Linked DNA regions of Mus musculus: region 2 is linked to region 1. A link is a contact called in public HiChIP or PLAC-seq data. All regions are on one chromosome and are shown on one strand. The core of a region is the stretch at or near the end of the contact, and the rest is flanking DNA. Distances in the headings are between cores, read along the strand shown. Region 1 overlaps Tspan9 (tetraspanin 9). Region 2 overlaps Tulp3 (tubby-like protein 3).

What was found. HiChIP or PLAC-seq counts read pairs in DNA pulled down with a chosen protein or histone mark.
Region 2: a CTCF HiChIP or PLAC-seq map of the NIH/3T3 cell line shows a contact between it and region 1, with 5 read pairs. The contact joins two enhancer-like sites. A contact is called at or near these places in 1 of 39 promoter capture datasets (cranial neural crest), 1 of 15 datasets of contacts at CTCF or cohesin (the NIH/3T3 cell line) and 1 of 115 datasets of contacts at active chromatin or transcription factors (pancreatic cancer cells).

What each region holds. Positions count from the first base shown.
Region 1 is chr6:127,990,254-127,993,093 of GRCm38.p6, forward strand. All of the region lies in intron 1 of Tspan9 (tetraspanin 9), which reads right to left. Among named protein-coding and RNA genes, the nearest start is that of Tspan9, 43 kb to the right of the region's middle. Within about 2 kb of position 1,493, at least 117 of the 459 cell types and tissues checked have an H3K27ac peak or open chromatin away from gene starts, as enhancers often do. A contact at or near this core is called in the NIH/3T3 cell line, where this site is marked.
Region 2 is chr6:128,340,626-128,343,466 of GRCm38.p6, forward strand. The region is part of intron 1 of Tulp3 (tubby-like protein 3); the gene reads right to left. Among named protein-coding and RNA genes, the nearest start is that of Tulp3, 14 kb to the right of the region's middle. Within about 2 kb of position 1,571, at least 10 of the 459 cell types and tissues checked have an H3K27ac peak or open chromatin away from gene starts, as enhancers often do. A contact at or near this core is called in the NIH/3T3 cell line, where this site is marked.

The sequences.
Region 1 (2,840 bases), core at 243-2,742:
GAACAAGAGGCGGGGTTGTATGTGTGTGTCTGAGTAGTAGAGGCTAGAGAGCCATCTTGCACATCTTTCTCGATTGCACCCCACTTTATTTTCTGAAGCAGGGTCACTCGGAAGCTGGAGGTCACTGATCTGGCTAGGCTGGCTGGTCCTGTCCCAGACTCTTGGTGCTTGGGTCAAAACCACAAAGTGTCTCACTGTACTTTGCACATGAGTGCTGGGCAGCACGGCTCAGGGTCTCAGGCTTGTGTGGCAAGGACTACACTTACTGATCCATCAGCCTTGTGGGTGGGTTTTAGGTGTGTGAACGAGGCAGCAGTTTGCGGAGGCTGTGCATCCTCCATGAAGCCCAGAGGACAGAACAGGGACCAAGCGATAAAACCTATGAGGCAAGAAATGACTTAACTTCTCTTGCCCAGAGACCAGAGCAAATCAACGTGTTAGCTAAGCAGGGGGCCCTGCCATTAGGGGGTCTAAGGAAAGCCCAGGGCTCTCTTTCTGGACAGGAGCTGCTCTGGCCCCAGCCACCTCTTACTCTGCATTTCTGTATTCTACCATTGGTTCCCCGGCTCACCCACCTCTGTACTCTGAGACTATGTGTGGTGCTGACTGACCCAGGACTCCTGGGGTATATGAAAAATCACTGCCCGGGGTCCCCATCTTTTAAGCTAGTGTCCTTTGTAACTGAAGAATCTCCTTCACATCTCTATTAACACCAACAAGTGAGCAGCGGCTCGCTCAGGAGAACAGAATTGGGGGTGGCGGGGGGGGGGGTGGAGAGGAGGATTTTAATGTCCACTGATTTATCCCCCTCAGTTCTTCCTTACACATTAGATTTATATTCAGATGTGAACTTTTATTTTTTTAAGCACCGACTTCCTGCTGGCGTGGTGGTACACACCTATGATCCCAGCACTTAGAAAACTGAGGCAGAAGGGAATTGAATTCAAGTCAAGTTTGGGCTACGTACTGAGACCTTGTCTCAAAAAATCCCTAAGAAGAAAAGAATAAAGCAAAGAAAGAACCAACATCCTTTCCTTTATCTCGAGCCTGTCCATCATTCAAGATCAGTTACTCACAACCAGCCTGTCCCCTCCTCTTTCTTACAACCAGGGACCCTCACACAGAACATTTTTTTTCTCATCTCTACCCCCTGGGCTCTGGAAGTTAGCCCAGGCACAGGTATGTACTAGTTCTGCACCTAGATCTAAGATGACCCCCAAAGCCCAGACGTAGGAGGGGGAAGGAGAGAAGAGAAAAGTTCAGGTGTGAACAGCTTTCTCCTGCTTTCTCCCCAACGCTACTCCCAGGCCCAGGCCCCTTCTCCTGGGCAGCCTAACATGCACTGTTATCAACCTGGGTATTCCCCAGACCTGGAAGGTTACAGCAGGCACGGAAGGCTAAGAGCCCAGCTTCACATACCTCAAGGGCTATGTCATGGCACCAGGAAAGGCTCTGAGTCACAGATATGGTCCTTGATCCACCCTCTTAAGACAGTGTATTTGACTGCCAACAAGCTGGCCTCAGCATGAGCAAGCTGGCCTGGGTGACAGAGCAGGGATGAGACAGAGCTCCTGGCTTCTCTAACCAGCGGGACAATCTTGGATGCACAGCACATGGCTGACAGAGAGAAGGTCAGAGGTTCTCAGTTCTGGGTGCTCTGACAGGAACAGGAAATCATTTCATACAGGAAACACACCAGACACCCTCAAGAAAGCTGTAGACGTGAGCCACGGGGCGACTCTACTGTGGTGGGGGACTGGATCAAAGTGTGCACAACCACGGACAACGAGAAGAACCACACAACCCTGCCTAGCGGATCTCAAAATATAACCTCAGGCTTCTCACGAAGCCAGCCAACACCATCTGAACACAAGCAAAGGGCAAGCCGGCTTTTCATGAAGGCAAGAGGCTTGTCACCATGCTGATGGCACAGGCTCTATGAAGGGAGCGTGGACACACCCATCATGGGAGAACCAGCAGATGGCCCTTTCCCACCCTGCTCAATTTACAGGTCACCATGGCCCAGGGAGGTGTTCTGAGCTCGTGTGGCAAGTTGAGGATACATCATACCCCACCTTTCTCCACGTCCCTCCACCTCAGCTAGGCTGGGACCCAATGTCCCTTGCTCCACTGCTGGAACACGCAAATGCTTTGAGAAAAAGAAAACTGAAAACTATTTCTCTCCTGTGGCAGAAGTCAATGCTCCCTTTCTACTTTGAGGATGGAGGCCCAGGAACTGCTCTAAGGACATCCTCCCTGGCCTCTGCACCTCCCTTGGCCAAGCCCTGAGAGGCAGAAATGAGCCTGGCATCTTCCAGATCACTCTACCAAACTGGCAGGTGCAAGAAATGTGCTTTGGTCCAGGCGTCTGCTTGCGTGCTTGCTTGCTTGCTTGCCTGCCTGGCAGCTCAAGGATGGCCCAATCAGAGTGTTGAAGAGTTCCAGAACCAGGCGCTGCCAGCAGGAAACAAAGGCATAGGACCTCCTGGGGATGGAGGGGAGTGGAGTGGTACCTAAGGACGCTGGCAGTGTCTTCATCTCTTCATCTCAGGATCTCTTAGCGTCTATACAGAAATTACTCTACAGCATGAACATCCTATGGCTTCTTCTAAGAGCAGTGTGGCCTCTAGAAGTCAGGGATACCCAGAATGGAGGAACCGAGGTGCAGAGTAGAAATGAGTGTTTGGTGTCACTGGAGCTCAGGGCTTCCTGCTGCGAGGCCAGGCTGGGCTCACAGCCCTCCAAAGGAATGAGGAACAGAGCCCTGGAAAGGAAGACCCTTAGGGCTCCCAACTGGCGGGAAGAAGGTCCTGGTGGTACAAATCTAGTGGACCACATGC
Region 2 (2,841 bases), core at 321-2,820, 350 kb after region 1:
CTCTGAGTGAGGCCGCGTAGTTCTACAATCATTAAGCAGCAAATGCGGGGTATAAGAGACGGGCATTCTGGTCCTGCTCTGTACTCTCAACTACTAACCTAAAATACGCACTAACAGGGACTATTACTTTGCACTTCCGTAGTAACCAAGAATACCAAGTCACCCTGCAAATAACTGATACCAGCAGATTGAGAAATACACTCGGGGCTGGCGTGGTAATGACCTGCAGACCTCCGATGTCGGTCTCTTGCATCTTTTTTTCTATCTTTCCTATAATCACCCTCACTCCCCCCTCAGAGGACTATTCCGACTCCAAAACTGAGTGTGCTGTTCTATGACTCTCCTGCCTTATTCCTTGAGTCACAGTCTTCTACTGAACTTTGCAACTATGGTGGCATCCAGCAACCTCCAGCAATTTTCCTGACTCCTTTCCATATGGCATTCCAGATGCAGGCATATGCATGGCCACTTGCAGACTTGTATGTGTGTGCCAGGGGATTTGAACCCAGGTCCCCATGCTTGAGCAGCAAGCACTCTTAGCCCCTGAGCCATCTCTCCAGGCTTCAGCATCCAGACCAGGATGCTGCTCGGGACGGAATACCTGCAGCAGTCGTCCACCCTCCCCGGTCAGACAGAAGCTGGCGAGCATCTTCTCAGCCAGCTACCTGAATTTCTAGCAAACGGATTCCCGGGTACTTGGTTTCTTTCTTTCTTTTTTTTTTTTTAAGATTTATTTATTTATTATATGTAAGTACACTGTAGTTGTCTTCAGACACTCCAGAAGAGGGAGTCAGATCTTGCAACAGAAGGTTGTGAGCCACCATGTGGTTGCTGGGATTTGAACTCAGGACCTTTGGAAGAGCAGTCTGTGCTCTTACCCACTGAGCCATCTCACCAGCCCCGGGGTACTTGGTTTCTTACTCCCCCAAGTGAGCGCCTTGCATGGGCAGACTGAACAATCAGACATATCAGAGAACTAGAGTACAATGATACATTCTTTTCCTGCAGCCTGCTGGAGAATCAGAGATAGCAGCCCCAGAGCAGGCTCCTCTGAAATCTCTAAGACAAGGCCCCATCTCTGCTGCTTGGGCCCGAATGTCCTCCTCAGAGCCTCTGGCTAGCCGTTGTCTTTCTGTCTACCCACGGTATTAATAACAATGATAATGAACATTTTTGTTTTCAAGACAGTTTCTCTATGTAGCCCTGGCTGTAGTAGAACTTGCTCTGTAGACCAGGCTAGCCTTGAACACACAGAGATCTGCTGCCTCTGCCTCCCAAGTGCTGGGATCAAAGGCTGGCAGCAGCACTACCCGGCGATAATAAACTTTTTATGCCCAACAGCCCATGCCAGTGCAGCTCTGGACCCTGCCTCTGGATTCCGTCCAGACACAACTCTTTAAATTTTCCTAATAATTCCTTCTTAACTTCTGAAAATTTCCATATGCTTTTCAAATTAATGCATCAAATGCTTTGCATATTTCCAACAACTGACTCAGATTCTGTTATGTGGTAACCTCCTATACCCCACTCACATTGCCAAGGAATTCTGTCATACATTATGTGAGGTCCTACAGGACAAGTTTAAAAAAGAATAACTTATTAAACAACACATGGCTGGTTTCACTAACTTATGTTTATGACTAACGTCTGTAAATCTGACGGTGGGTGACCTGACAGGACATGTAGATGAGACTGTCAGAAAGCATAATTTTGGTGTTGCATAAACACACACACAACGCAAAGGGCGTGTGCACCAGCTAGCAAGCACACCAGGCCAAGATCACCGGCCTCTGTCTTTTATTTCTCATGCAGTTATAGAGACTATGCCTCATCCCATTGGTGGGAGTCTGACTTCTGTGGTGGTTTGAATATGCTCCGCCAATGAGGTGGCACTGTTGGAAGGTGTGGCCTTGTTGGAGGAAGTATGTCACTGTGGGGGTGGGCTTCCAGAGACCCTCCTCCTAGTTGATCGGAAGACATCTTCTGTTTGCCTTCAGAACAAGATATAGAACTCTCAGCTTCTCCAGAGCTATGCCCGCCTGGATGCTGCCGTGCTTTCTGCCATGATGATAATGGACCGAACCTCTGGAGCTACAAGCCAGCCCCAATTAAATGTTGTTCTTTCTAAGAGCTGCCTTGGTTGGTCATGGTGTTCCTTCACCCAGGAAGCAGGGATAGACACAGCGGTGGAAGTGGATGGAAGACAAGGGGGATAGAGCCAGCAGAGGAGAAATTCCTCTTCAGACACAGCCCTGGTCTTTGTTTCTTCTGTAATTCTTTCCGTTATCAACAACTTTCTGAATGTCACACCTTGCTAAAGGAAGTGAGACAACAAAATGTCAAACACAAAAGGCCTGTCAGGTCTCCAATACTGGGACACGGAATCCTGCAGCTGAACTAAAGAAGCCTACAAAGAGGCAAAGAGGTGGCAACTGAAGCAGGGTCTCATGTAAGGTTCATGTGGAGTTGACATAGAGATGCAAACATCCAACAGCAGGCCAGTATAAATAGCCATGTCTGCTTCCTGCAGCCTCCAGTTAGGACTAGACACCACATACTTCCTTGTGAATTGTCTTCTTACTGATGGGGGAAAACAAAACAGCAACTAAACTCATGGATAAAAGAGAAAAGACAAAAGCAGCATATTAATTAAACACCGGATGTGCCTTCCCTAGCCACAGCCAAATCAGTCTCCTTCTGCAGTCATGCTGTCTGTCCCTCAGCATGCAGGAGAGTCAGGCTTGCTTCTCCCAGGGTCCTCGCCAGGACGCTAAACACATGGCACAATATTATTTTTAATTTCTGAATGGTACTACATTTTGTATGTATGTATATTTGGGC